2 separate regions of the Gossypium hirsutum genome follow, and region 1 is linked to region 2. The links are chromatin contacts, called in public Hi-C maps. All regions are on one chromosome and are shown on one strand. Each heading gives the region's core, a stretch centred on a gene start, on an enhancer-like site or on the middle of the called end of the contact. The rest is flanking DNA. Distances are from core to core; before and after follow the strand shown.

What was found. Hi-C and Micro-C count contacts between places; a contact is called where the count stands out from the background.
Region 1: a Hi-C map of leaf shows a contact between it and region 2, with 1.6 times the contacts expected there. The contact joins the promoter of LOC121212509 here to the promoter of LOC107918032 in region 2. A contact is called at or near these places in 4 of 34 Hi-C or Micro-C datasets (hypocotyl and leaf).

Annotation. Positions count from the first base shown.
Region 1 is chrA01:26,432,501-26,439,188 of Gossypium_hirsutum_v2.1, reverse strand. It overlaps LOC121212509 (protein MIZU-KUSSEI 1), which reads left to right and starts at 4,101. Exons shown (of 2, transcript XM_041085549.1): 1 at 4,101-5,057; 2 at 5,672-6,075. The coding sequence starts at 4,368. The coding sequence ends at 5,704.
Region 2 is chrA01:26,286,682-26,293,834 of Gossypium_hirsutum_v2.1, reverse strand. LOC107918032 (B3 domain-containing protein REM16) reads left to right here and starts at 1,306. Exons shown (of 6, transcript XM_016847525.2): 1 at 1,306-1,693; 2 at 2,108-2,393; 3 at 3,125-3,254; 4 at 3,464-4,031; 5 at 4,247-4,428; 6 at 4,511-4,997. The coding sequence starts at 3,144. The coding sequence ends at 4,843.

The DNA of each region.
Region 1 (6,688 bases), core at 2,852-5,351, 140 kb before region 2:
AGATTGAGATTTAATAACGTGAAAGTTTACCCTATTCTTGATGATGTATCATTTCACTATAACGACAAAACCATCTTTAGAGGAAAACTATTTCTCCACTTCTAAATCACCCAAATCCAATGAAAAACTCACATGGTCTTGTCTTTTCTGTGGTAGTTCTGCAAAATTCAACACATATTCTACTGATAGGTCCATATTATGCATGTGGTCTGGAGGTGAGTATACCTTGAATTATGGATCTTCTTCAGCATATTCGCCCGGACCTTTATCATCTAAGCCACTATCTTTTGGTTCAGTTGGAACCGACTTTGGTTCAGAAAATAATGCAACTTCTAAACCGCCAGCAGCGAGCTCCTGGATTGGATCGGTATCAGATTCAATACCCTCTTCATTCTTAACCCCACCAATATCTCTAGGGTTGAATGTCCCCTTGTCGGTGGACGTCGTAGGGAGTACATAATCCTTTCTTTTATAGTTGTCGAAATAACGAAAATCACCTGTTGATGCCAACTGCTGAAACTTGATGTCATTCCCTTGTAATTGTTCCTAGTGTTGAACATCGGTTGACCGAAGCTCAAATCAAACCCACTAATTGAGTGTCATGTAGGGGTTCAGTATTCCGTGTTACCACCAAACCTTGATTGTTAGATGTTCTCCCTACCGCGATTGAAATTTAGGGCCGAAATAGATGAGTGTCTTCCCATTAATGATTCTGGGATATCATAATGGGAACTTTCTAACAAAGCAGTGAACCTAACACACAACTGTATCGTTGGACTCTTAGCTTGTTCTTCCATTCTAGCCTCTTGAACTGAAACATATGTTGACTTCCGAGGGTCTTCTTCTGTCCTTGCAAACTTTGCATATAACTCAAGATATAGTGATCCATTGTAAATATGCGTCTGCACCATCGCCTCCAACCCCCTCGCACCTTTGATATCGAAAACGTCATAGCTGACGGGGTCCACCAAAACACAAATTCGATATTTAAGTGACAATATTCTCGTCAAATTGGATTCCATGATTTTTCGCCTAATTCTTTAATGCAGTTCTGGCAGCTGTATGTTTTGTTTAAAAGTCAACCGCGTTTTGTTCTCTGACAAAAAAGACTACGTTCTTGGTGTCATGCACTTCTCCGTCATAATAAAAAATAGCATTAATTCATCCACTCATTTTCAATAAAATAACATGCTCCACATGTTCAAAATAAGAACATTATGAAGAAAAATAATGTTGTAATTAAATATGAACAACAAAAATTGATCCTTACTTTATGCAGATTGCGTGATAGCTCCAAATTATGTCTTATGTGCTAACTTCTCTTCTTCTGATCTTCTTACAATTTTTTTTGCTCGTAAATGTCTTATGCCACTCAATGCTGGAATAGATTGCTTTTATAGACTCGGGGGTGAGCGGCAATTGATTCAGAAAATTTTCCCGGACTAGTGGGGAGTTGAAATTGCTAGAGGGAAAACGCTCTATGTAGGACGCGTTTTCAGTGCACTGTAAAAAAAACATAAAAAGTGCGTCCAGCTGGAAGCGGTTTCAGGCTATGTTAGTGGAAACCGTATCTAACTGGACGCGCTTTCAGTGCTTGTTTTTATAGTGCATTGAAAATGCATCCTACGTAGAGCATTTTCCCTCTAGCAATTTCAACTTCAAACTTTTCCCCACTAAATCATCAGATATCCTAGGATTCTTGGGATATATTTTCTCACTAGATCTAAATGTTCAAAAATAATGCACTGGATTCTGAATGTTCGAAAATAATGCACTGGAAATAACGATCAAAACTTAGTTGCATTCAAAAAAATTTGAAAAGAAATAAAAACTAAGATTTAATAAAATCGAGTAGTTCGAGTTTCGATTTTGAATCGAATTGAATTTTTCAATTCTAATAATGCAAATATTATTAACTTTACATACCAAAAAATTATATAAAAATATATATAAAAAACTTAAAAATATAAAAAAATCCAAAAATTTAAACTTAAAAAATATAAAAAAACTACAAAACCCTAAATTCTAAAATCCACAAAACCCTAACCCTGCTTTAAAAAACTAAACCCTAGCCCTAAAAATGAACAAAGAAAATGCTTCCAACTGAAAACGTTTTCAACTTATGTGGTAGAAAGTGCTTCTAGCTAGAAGTGTTTTATTGCAAATACACTGAAAACGCTTCTAGCTGAACACATTTTTCTACTAATCAACTAAAAACACTTTCAGCTAGAAGCGTTTTCGTAAAATTGATCTAGTCCTATAATTTTTTTTAAAAATAACCTAATCTATTTTTTTTTAATTTCAACATTTATAGGAAATTCAACCCTTTTCTTTTTCTTTGCTTCCCTTTCTTTTTCTTTATAATTATTTATTCAAACTTAAGGTTAGTTGAAAGTGATGAATCATGAACTGGCAGTCAACTACATGGAAGAGTCTATTGACTCAATCTAAAAAACTAGTAGAAATTTTGAACGACGATTTTTTTTATATAATCATAGGTGTTTTCTACTGTTTTATAGCTTAAGCTTAATTCTATTCTAGTTATGATAATATTTAAAAAAATCCTTTCAATAATATTAACTTTAAAATTCAAATTTATTCAAATATTAATAGAAAGTTCTAACTATTTGTTGGTAATTTGAACAAAGGAAAAGTTAGTGTATTTAATGTTGATCAATTGAAGTGATATATAGTTATCAAGAATTTGATTGATTGGGTAATTCTTATTTCCTTTCATGGAAACACAGTTAAATAATTGGACAAAGTGTGATTCTGAGCTTGCATGTTCGTTTGCACTTCAAATTCATCAAACTCAATAAGCAAACTCTTTCTAGTATGGAGCCCAGGTGAGCTGTTAAGGCTTTTAAACTCACACGCCAACTATATCATTTTTATGGAATATGATGTAACCCTTCGTCTAATCAGTCTGGTGAGGGCCACTAACCAAACCCAGATTTAAAACATACCAATCTATAATAAATCTTTGGAAATTTTGTTCAAGTGTTATCATTAAGCTAAGACGGGGAGCAATTTTGAGTGGTCCATCATTAGTTCATCTATTACTTACAGCCAGATTTGATTCATTGTTTTGTTTAGATGAATCCCGGTTTGAAAAGGACCTGTCTTTGTTTTTCACATGGCTGCTGAATCATTAACAGGGCATGTGAGGAGAACTGGAAATTTTACTCTATAAACTACCAGTGATTGATGAGTTTGTTTAGGGTTCAAATTATGAGAAATGTTTTGAGGCAATTGAAAACAACATGATCAAATATTCGAGTTTTTGGTGCTTCCTGAAATGCCTCTATCGAGTGAGACTATGGCCTGTCAGCATTAAAGAAAAGTCGGTCACAAGCATAACCAAAGGTGTTCCTTTTTTTTTTTTTTGCTTTGCCCCATTGTCCATGGATGAAACAGTGGAACATGAGCTGAACCTCAATAATTAGTGAGAATTTGTGATGGGTTTTCTTTTTTTTTTTTAGGAAGCATAAAGTAGATATATCAGAGTCCCATGCTATAAACCCAACATTACAAGAGTCCTTTCTTTCCTCCTTTTGAGAGTGTTTTTCTTAACACAAGATGTGATCCGACCTCCTTTTATCTTATCCTTTTCACCGTCCTCTCTTCACCCTAATTATTTACTATAATTTTGTAGGCATAAGCATATGAGGGTGAAACACAATTATCTTTTTATTTAAAAATTGATGAGTAAACGTGAGTAACTCTAAATATTAAATATTACAATATTAACAACAGAAGTATAAAGATTGAATTTGCAAGAAAGAATTTAGTGAATTATAATATCCTACAAATAGAAACTAGGATCCACTATGAATTTGAGAATATTAAATCTAACTTTGTTTTTTGTTGATGCAATTTCATTGATTAAGAAGTGTTTGTTGGTGGAAGGTATTGAATGGTTGCTTCTACTAATATTTGTTAAATGATTCAACAGTATGAAAGATTACTTAAGTACCAAGCTTATGCTTGTATCTCTTTTTCTACAATAACACACTTGCAACAACTTTAGTGTTTTCACAATTGAAAATATACACAATATAATAAAAATAAATAAATCAAATTAGATTATAACTGGATAATAAATTCATATTAAAATTAAATAACCTTGATTGAAATGTAAAGTTGTTTAAATTTTATCATATATATTTCTAAATTATAAATAAAAGTAACGTCTCTTTCAGGCTTTCTTCGTCTTCTCTTCCCCACCTCAAAGATTCCAAGGATAATGAAAACCAAGTAGACCTCCCCTTGGTCCCCATTTTCTCCCTCTATATTAATTTTATCTTTGTAAATCTACTCACAATAGCCCCCTCCCTTGAATTGAATACTTGCAAAAAAGTCCAACGATGCCACCCATTCACTCCAGTCCATATTTCCAAATGGATAATCCGGCAATACTGTCTTTGCTCCGGCCAACTCCCGGCGAAAAGCACCGGAAACCCACCAGTAGTAGTGGCGGTCTCTTGCGCATGTTCAAGCTTTTCCCCATGCTAACCTCCGGGTGCAAGATGGTAGCACTACTGGGTCGACCCCGGAGGCCAATGCTTAAAGATAGTGCTACAACGGGTACAATTTTCGGGTATCGTAAAGGCCGAGTTTGCTTAGCCATACAAGACGATCCCCACAGCGTGCCCATATTCGTGATTGAACTACCAATGCTAACCAGCTTACTTCAAAAGGAAATGGCGTCTGATATTGTGAGAATAGCGTTGGAGAGTGAAACCAAGACGCATAAGAAGAAAGTGTTGGAGGAGTTCGTGTGGGCAGTGCTCTGCAATGGCAGAAAGATGGGTTATTCTATTAGAAGGAAACAATTGTCGGATGACGAGCTTCATGTCATGCAGCTTTTGCGAGGGGTTTCGATGGGTGCTGGGGTGCTTCCTAGCCCAAACGACAAGGAAACAGTGACGGCCGATGGGGAACTGACGTATATGAGAGCTAGATTTGAGAGAGTGGTGGGATCAAAGGACTCGGAAGCTTTCTATATGATCAATCCAGATGGTGCAGCATCTGGTCCTGAGCTAAGTATTTTCTTTGTAAGATCTAATTAGAATTTCTTTTTGTGTTCATTTAGATACTTGGATATTTTACTTGTGTACCATATCAACTTTTTCCCTTTAATGTTTGTGAATTACATGAATGCCCCAAAAACCAGGCTTCCCTTCTCTCAAAACTGGGACTATGAACATGAAAATGTTCATTCAACATGTTAAATCATGTTTAGAATCTGTCAATTGGTCTGAAGTCACAGGTACTAGCTACCTTAGTTATTGCTTCCTTTAGAATCAAATCAAAATCCAAGTTTCACGAAGTTGCAAAATAATAATAATAATAATAATAATAATAATAATAATATTAAAAAATTAATATGTAGTTTCTCTAATTTTTGTTCTAAAGTAAGTAACTGATATTCAAACTTTTAATTTTTACTGGTGTGACACTAATGATTAATTCGTTGATAACACGTGGCAACCTTTTAGTATGCCACGTGATAAATATAAATTTAAAAAATTATAATTTTTTAAAAGTTAACTTGAATAAATAAATTTTACTGTTTTTTATTAATTTATATATTTTTAAAGATTTTTAAATTTTTTTAATTTATGCTCGTCACATATCATACTAAAAAATTGTTACATTTCACTATCAGATTGGTTACGAGCGTCATGTCAACACAAACTAACGATGTTAGTGCAGAGATTGACACTGCTTCACACCTAACAAGAAGCAAGCTACATCTGAATTAAACTTGGGGATGGAAGCCTTCTTTCGTTTCTTGACGGTGAAGTTAAACCAAGCCCATGAGCTTATTATCCTAGGTCAGAACAAGTTGATAGGATCCTCTTTTATGTCCCTGGGTCCCTCCCATGTCGCGACATGGAGTCGTAAAAAAGAAAGTGAAAGATAGAGTTTCTCTCGCTTTTGGCATAATGGGTCCCCATCAATTTAGGTGACATAATATAAGTTCAGATAGCAATCAAGTACCGAAAAAAAATTCATGTACCAAGTATTTTTTGATAAATTCATATTAACGACTAATTTTTTTTCTTGAAATATCATATATATATATATATAAATTCATTATGGTTGTTTTTTAAATAAATTTCAGATATACTTTCTAAGATATATATATCATTATAAAAATGCACAAGAGTAGTGAAATTTTTTTATTCCTCTAACTTCTGCAGAATTTTTTTCACATTCGAAATTAACAAAAGAAAAGACAGGAATAAGGATAGGAGGAGGCTGCTAAAGAAATCAAAATGACCATCAAATATGAATAATCCATGTTGAAATCTCAGCTTTATATTTGGGCTTAGAGGGTCAGGCCTAAAAACAAGCCCAAAGAAATAAGACTAATGAGCATGGATGCCAGTCTTCTGAGGAAAAAAGGAGATGTAGAATTTGATGATATTTTAAGCATTTTCAAGTAACTTGTTCTAAGTTGTGGCTGATTTACTTTATGAGATCAAATATGCAGCCTGCTTTTGTTGGGAAGAAACCGAACAACCGAAACAAAGCGAAAGCACAACCGGTGTTTTTTCTCTCCTTATAACTCCTGTCAAAAATTATGGCAAGCACAATAGCACAAGATGTGTTCTCTAGCAACCTTAATCAACCACAAATCAACTAATGCAACCACAACAAAAATAAATAGAGACACCGA
Region 2 (7,153 bases), core at 57-2,556:
GAGAGAGAGGAGGAAAGCGCGTCCAGCTGGGCATGTTTTCCCTTTCTCTCTCTAAAAATGACTTATTTCTCTAAATTTGAAAAAAAAATGACCTAAAAGGCCAAATAAAAAATTTGGCATATATTGTTAATTTACCCAAGGAATACCAACAAAACTTGAGGGGATACCAAAAATTATGAAGGTTAACAATTTTTGGTTTGTTTTAGTAACTTTTTTTCATTTATTTAATTTTTCACATTAAAAAAAGTATCATCAAATATAATTTTTCAATACCGAAATTTAGCATTACAAATTTAAAATTTAACAGTTATAATTTTTTCCGTAAAAAAATTTCATTAGAATTTCATTATATTTAAGAATAATATTTTTTTACTCAAAAACTATATATCGTACCAAATTCTTTTTTTTTTGAAACAATATGAAAAATTATGAGATAATATAAAAAAAAGAATATAAAAATCCTAAGAAATATAAAAAATTATGATAGAATACAAAAAAATATTATGATGAAATATAAAAAAAATTGAAGTAAAAAAATTTACGAGAGAATATTAAAAGAATATGAGATAGTATAAAAAAATGAGGAGATATAAAGTTTGGTTCTCTTAATAAATTTATTTTATTTTATTTACTTAATTATTATAAAAAACAACAAAAATTATGATAATATATAAATTATTAACTTGTAATCTGTTCAATAGATATAGTGTCTAAAAAAACCTATTCAATAGGTAAAAGTTTATCATAATTTCTTTCTGAGTAAATTACACTAACAGTCACTCAATTTTAATGCAGTTGGCAAAACAACCACTCTGATTTTAATTTAACCACTCAACTTTTGAAAAATAACAAATCAGTCATTTTAACCATTTTTATTACAAACCTAACAGAAAAGTAACATGGCATCCTACTGTGTAAAGGACCCCAATTTAAAACCCTAGCTGGGTTGGGCAGTAAAAGAAAAAGAACCAAAGAAGAAGAATGAAAAAAAAGAGGAGGAGGAGGAGGAGGAGAATTAGAGAAAAAGTATAGAGTGGTTCAACAGCAGCATGAGGTTGTGGATCACGGTAACGACAGTGGACAAGCTTCACAGAGAATAGTTCCAGTGACGAGAAGGATCAAGAGCTTTCCTTCACCATATTTAACTAAATGCACCATCTCATCTCATTTTGAGGTCATTTCCATTTCTTTTTCTTGTACTCATTATTATTATTATTATTATTATTATTATTATTATTATTATTGTTAACATTTAATAACCTAATCTTCTGTTTTATCACTCAAAAAATACCAACACAGCGAAGACATCTAATATCATATCTATCTTAGCAAGGAAATCCGAAGGGGAATGAAAATGAGTCTCCAAATCCAAACTCAATCCTTGTCGACACACTTCCTTCCACCCTTCCCTCCAAAACCCAAATTCCTTCAAGCAAAACCCAAACCCTCATTCAAATTATGCTCCTCGCTCTCCACTGTTTCAGTCCCACCAACAAAAACCAGCCACAAGTCATTTCCCGCTGAGGTTTCCAAGACCATAATGGAAATGTTTTTTATAGGGACCCTTTCCACTTTAGCTTAAGATGGGTGGCCATTGAGTGTTGGTGTAAGGCTTGTTGTCCATGCTGAGGGCACCCCTATTTTGTGCTTGCCTCAACCTTCTCCTGGGATCCGCTCCACCCTTCATGTCCAGGTAAATTTCTTTTATATCCACGTCTCTATTTAAACTTCTTTTTGGATAGATATTGACATAATTTACATGTTTATATTTGGATGTTTTTATTCATATTTGGGTAGCTGGTTGTGATATTTCTACAGTTAGGTTGCAATATTTGTTTCTGATTTTGGCAAGATTGAAAGTTGTGGTTTGGCAACATAACAATGTAGTTATGAGGGTATAAATTGGAAGTTGTGGTTTGGGTTTTGGCTTGGGTTTTGGCCTAGGACAAAAAATGTTAATGGGTAATTGATTTATCATTTTTTAATAATGTTAATGATTGATTTATTATTTTTTGAAAATTAAGTGATTCAATTAAAATTAAAGTGATTATTTTATCATTTGTATCAAAATTGAATGACTGATGATGTAATTTATTATTTTTTTAAGCTCACAGCAGAACCGGCCACCCACTTCTAGTCCCTTATCCGGACCAAACATGATGGGGTTGTGGAAACCAGACCAAACGGCGCTGTCCCCGAAGTTGAAACGTGGGAAATGTTAACTGCCAAGTGCCATGTTTTCTAAACTATTTGTTATGTTCTTAATCCACTCCACAACAAAAAAGGCTCGCCCTTTAAGACGTCCTTAAAAAGAGACTCCTGCCCTACGGGTCCACTACTCCAGCTCAGTCTCAGTCTCAGTCTCAGCTCCACCAACTCCATCCTTCTCTCTGGTACAAACAATTCGATCATCTTTACTAATTTTTGTTTGCTTTAGTTTTAACTTCTCAATAATGCCTTTGGCTTCTTCAGTGACCCAGAATTTTAAAACTAAATGAACTATAATAGCAAAGCATTTATTTCAGAATGATGGAAACCAGCCTGCAGATGAATTGTACTTTTCATAGCTAATAACTTACAACTTTTGGGTTTTTCTTTTTATTTTCTTCCATTTTCTTTGACTTCTGGGTTGAACCCATTAAGGTGAGCAGTCTGCTTCCTTCTTTAGATAGATCTCCTGTTGGTAGTGCAAAAAATATTCAGTTGGGGAAAATTCTCTTACTGTTGCAGGAAATATTTTTGATTGTGGAAAATTCTCTGCTGTTTTAAAAAACTGACACTATTATTTTAATAGTAGGTTCTTCTTCTCTTTTTCTCTCGTCTGTTTCTTTTTGCAGTTTTTTAGGTCAAAATTTTTCGACTAATTTTTTGTTTTTTTTCCCGATTCTTTTCTAGAAAACCTTTATAAATATAGAAGTTCTGTGTTAACGTTAGAGGCGATCTTCACTACAAGATTACGGCGAATTTACTTCTAAGACTACGATTTTTAGATGCCACAGTGATTATTTTATATGTTCACATTTAGTTTATTTTCCCTGCTAATGATTTTGTTTTGCAGTAGGATATTTCTATCATCTCTAACACTTTCTATTGTTTTGTTGATCATCTGAGTTCTGAGTTGCAGTTCTCTTTGGTTAAAGCAAATGGAAGATACATGTAAGGATTGTAGGGACTGGGAAGAGGAAATCTTTTGGACCCATTTTCAGTGTGTACATTTCTCACAATTTCTCCATGGTGATTTTCTTCAGCGGTTGGTAAGTTCCTGCTTTTTTCCTTTGTTGTTAGTGTATTTTGCTTAGTTGAAGTGAAACTCTTTTTGGGGGAAAGAAAGAACTCTGATTGAAATATGCAGTTCATCCCTTGACTTTGCTTTTAGGGTAAACTGTCCGCCCTCTTTTGCCTATTATTAAAAAATTCTAGTGAAAGGTTTCACCTTGGATTTTAATGATATATCAAACTGCAGGAAATACCAGAAAAGTTTGCTAAGAACATCAAGAAAAAGCTTCCAGAAACTGTGACTCTTAAAGGTCCTAGTGGTAGCATATGGGATGTAAGACTGACAGTAGATGATGATGATACCTTGTTTTTCAACGGTGGATGGAAAACTTTTGTAAAAGACCATTCATTGGTTGCAAATGATTTTTTGATCTTCAAATACAATGGAGTGTCCCATTTTGATGTTCTAATGTTTGATGGCAAGAGCTTGTGTGAAAAAGCTTCTTCTTATTTCGTGAGGAAGTGTATGCATACAGAATCTGATGCCACTCACCAAACTAAAAGGAAGGTGAATGAAAATAGTGATGAAATTTTGCACAATTCTTCTCAATGTGGCCTCGAAAGCGGTCCTGAAAAATCGACTAACAATGACATGGATGCGAGGCCCTCAAGAAAACCTATCAACTCTGCAGCTAGTAAAAAGAAGATCCGAAATTCAGATAATGGTACTCGGTCTATCCATGCGAAGCAGAGCCTTGTAGGCAAAGAACTTCCTACTTTTCCTGGAGAAGTGAAGGTCGAAAGACTTGAAACTGGTAGGAGTACTTCTAGCCTCTAAGACTGCATTCCATGGTAGAATTTAACTTTTGACACTGCAATATTATGGTCACTCTCAATGCTTTTGGTACTCGGAATGAGTGCTTACTTTTTCGTTGTTTTTTCCATATAGTTGGATTATCTTACCTTCGTAACTGGAATTGATGACTGATAATTGTACTCTCATTTCCGCCCTCACATGTGAATGATTCAGAGTATGAACATACAACAATGGATGGCGATGGCGATGTCTTTGGCTTGTGGCACACAACGGGTAAAAGGTTCGTGACTCAATTCGAGAAAACGAATGTCCTCTTAAAGGCACAAGAAGCATTAACCAATGAAGGATTTATGATAATTATGAAGCCCACACATGTTGGGAGACGGTTTTATATGGTAAACATCATCCCTGAACTCGATCAAACTGCTTTCCATTCTTCAATGATTTACAGTTATTTCCTTTTTTGAGTTTGTGCAGGCTGTCCCTACTGCATGGGTGGCTAAATATCTCCCGAAAGATAATGCGGATGTGATTCTTCGAATGAACAAACGTACATGGAAGACCCGATTTTATTATCACAGAAGCCGTGATTGTGGAGGTCTTTCAGGTGGATGGAGGAACTTTGTGAACGACAACAACTTAGAGGAACATGATGTGTGTGTATTTCAGCCTGCAAATATAGGAAGTAAACCAATGATCCTGGATGTCAACATTTTCCATGTTCTCCAAAAAGCAGTTCCACTTAGCCAAGTAGACCCACTCCCAAGCTCACCCGAGTTAATAGCATCGACGCCGGACATGGATTCGTGATTCAGTCAGTAGATGCCTGCAAGTAGATGTTAATAGTTTCTAAATAGCAGTTAATCTGCTTTGCTAGTAGCCTACTGGAAAACACGACTTGATTGTAGTTATATATGTTCAATGTATTTCTAGGAGCCTGTTTAATGAAGGGCTATAGTTTATATATCCGGCTTCATAGATGATAGAACCGACAGAGATCATTTCAACTTAATCAAATCCTAAAACAGAATTATGCTAGAAGAAGCTCATTTCAACATCTCACTCATCAAGTCCCTAACATTTTACTTGTCATATAGTTCCCCTAGGCGAATTTTCTTTGGTAACTTAAAAATATATTCTTTTATAAAATTTTAATAAAAAAAGGAATTTTTTATCAAGAAATTTTTAATAATATATTTTTTATCAATATGATTACGTGTGGGGAATATAGACAGTTTTTAAGCAGCACTTGAACCAGTGCTAATATATGTTTAAGTAAACTTTTGAATGTAATTCTTATTGATAATTTAGATGTAAGTAATTCCTCTTTAATATTCAAACTACACAAAACAATTCAACAATATAAAAATCTTTGTCTCTCATTTCCATTTCTAAATTTTTATTATTATATTATTTTAATGCTATTTTATTAATTATTAAAACAATAATAAATGGTAGAAGTTAATAACAATACAAAGAAATAATTAATATTAAAAATCATAAAATTTTAATTTCATCGGAGCTTTACACAATACCAACCAAATATGGTTACAACATTTCTCCTTTTCTCCATTATTGGTTTAAGTAAGCTAGAAGTCTATGTACCAGATTTTCCAGGTGTCAGTTGGTTCTATTTTCTTTGTACTTTGGTCAATGTGGTTATGGGGATGAGTGTTGCAATTTTTTTTTTAAATAAACATTACATTAACTTAAGACATATGAAATCTCTTTAAGAGTTTCTTCAAATAAAATAAAGCTTTCCTCTATCAAAAGTTATTTTGGTTATGCAATTAGCATCCTTATTTTTCTCTTTAGGGACATAGTTCAACAACCATTGTCCAATATTCGTCAACAATTAATGAATTCACCTAATCAAAGTAAAGTTTGAGGAATTCTTAAAAGACTCTTGAATAGTTTTCACAACTTCCACAATATCTGTATGAATCAGTACTTTCTCATAATTTCAACTCTGCAGAATGAACAAGCCGTCATAGATTCCCCATAATTTTGCATCAAAGACTAAGCACTTCCCTAAACATCTATTGAATCCTAAGATCCATTTGCCTTCATAGTCTCGCAAGACTCATTCTGAAGTAGCTTTACCAGTTTCCACCTTAATAACACCATCTGTATTTAATTAAACTCATCTATCCTTCCAAGGAATCGCCATTCTTACTTGCTGACTCTTAGATAGACGCATTTTTTGTACTAATCTATATTCCTTAGCCGACCTGTAAGATATTTTGATAAGCTCACTAGCACTACATTGCGTACCTTGGAAAATAAAGAGGTTTCTATTCTTCCAGATATGTCACACAAAAAGGCCAAAAAGACTTGTCCATTCCACATCCTCCAACAACAGTCCCTCTTTATTTTGCAAATTATTCGCAATCCACTCAGGTAAACTACCTAAAAAGAACCCTCTTCGTTTCTCTATAGGAATTACCTACAACCAGACCTCCTTGGCCATAACTCAATCTCTAATGGGATGTAGCATATCTTTTGATTCCATACCACGCAACGTACAAGATCTATTAGTCCCAATACCTCTCCTCACTCTTTATGCATTCGTTAGCAACCTTTGTTTTAGTACAAGCCAAATAAAAAAGCTAAATCTTTGGAGACCCTAAAATTCCCACGAGATGGTCCAGGTCGCGTCCTTTGGATCCCATGTCCTTTCCCTTAACTTCCAATAAGAGCTTTTAAGGGAAAAAGAACCCGATGAAGTGCTCATCCATGCAATCTTATCAGGATCCATCGTAGGATGCGGTGGAGGAATACTTACAATGTGTCGAATAATTGTCTCAAGGACCCATAAACAGAATAGATTGAGATTCCAAGTTCCACTTTCTGTGACCAACTCTTTAAGAGTACACTCTGAATCGAGATTACCATGAGATGGAATCTATCTAATCAAAGGTCTAATACCCATAACCCGTAGATCTTGCCAACATCTAACCATATTACCATAGCTAACAGACCAAAATAAAATTTCTCTTAATAAAGGCCAGACTTTAGAGAGAGAACACCATAAAAATGAACATCTTCTTTGTTCAATACTTTCAGGTATATCTTCCTTAATTCCATACTTTGACCAAAAGACCTTAACCCATAAGACTG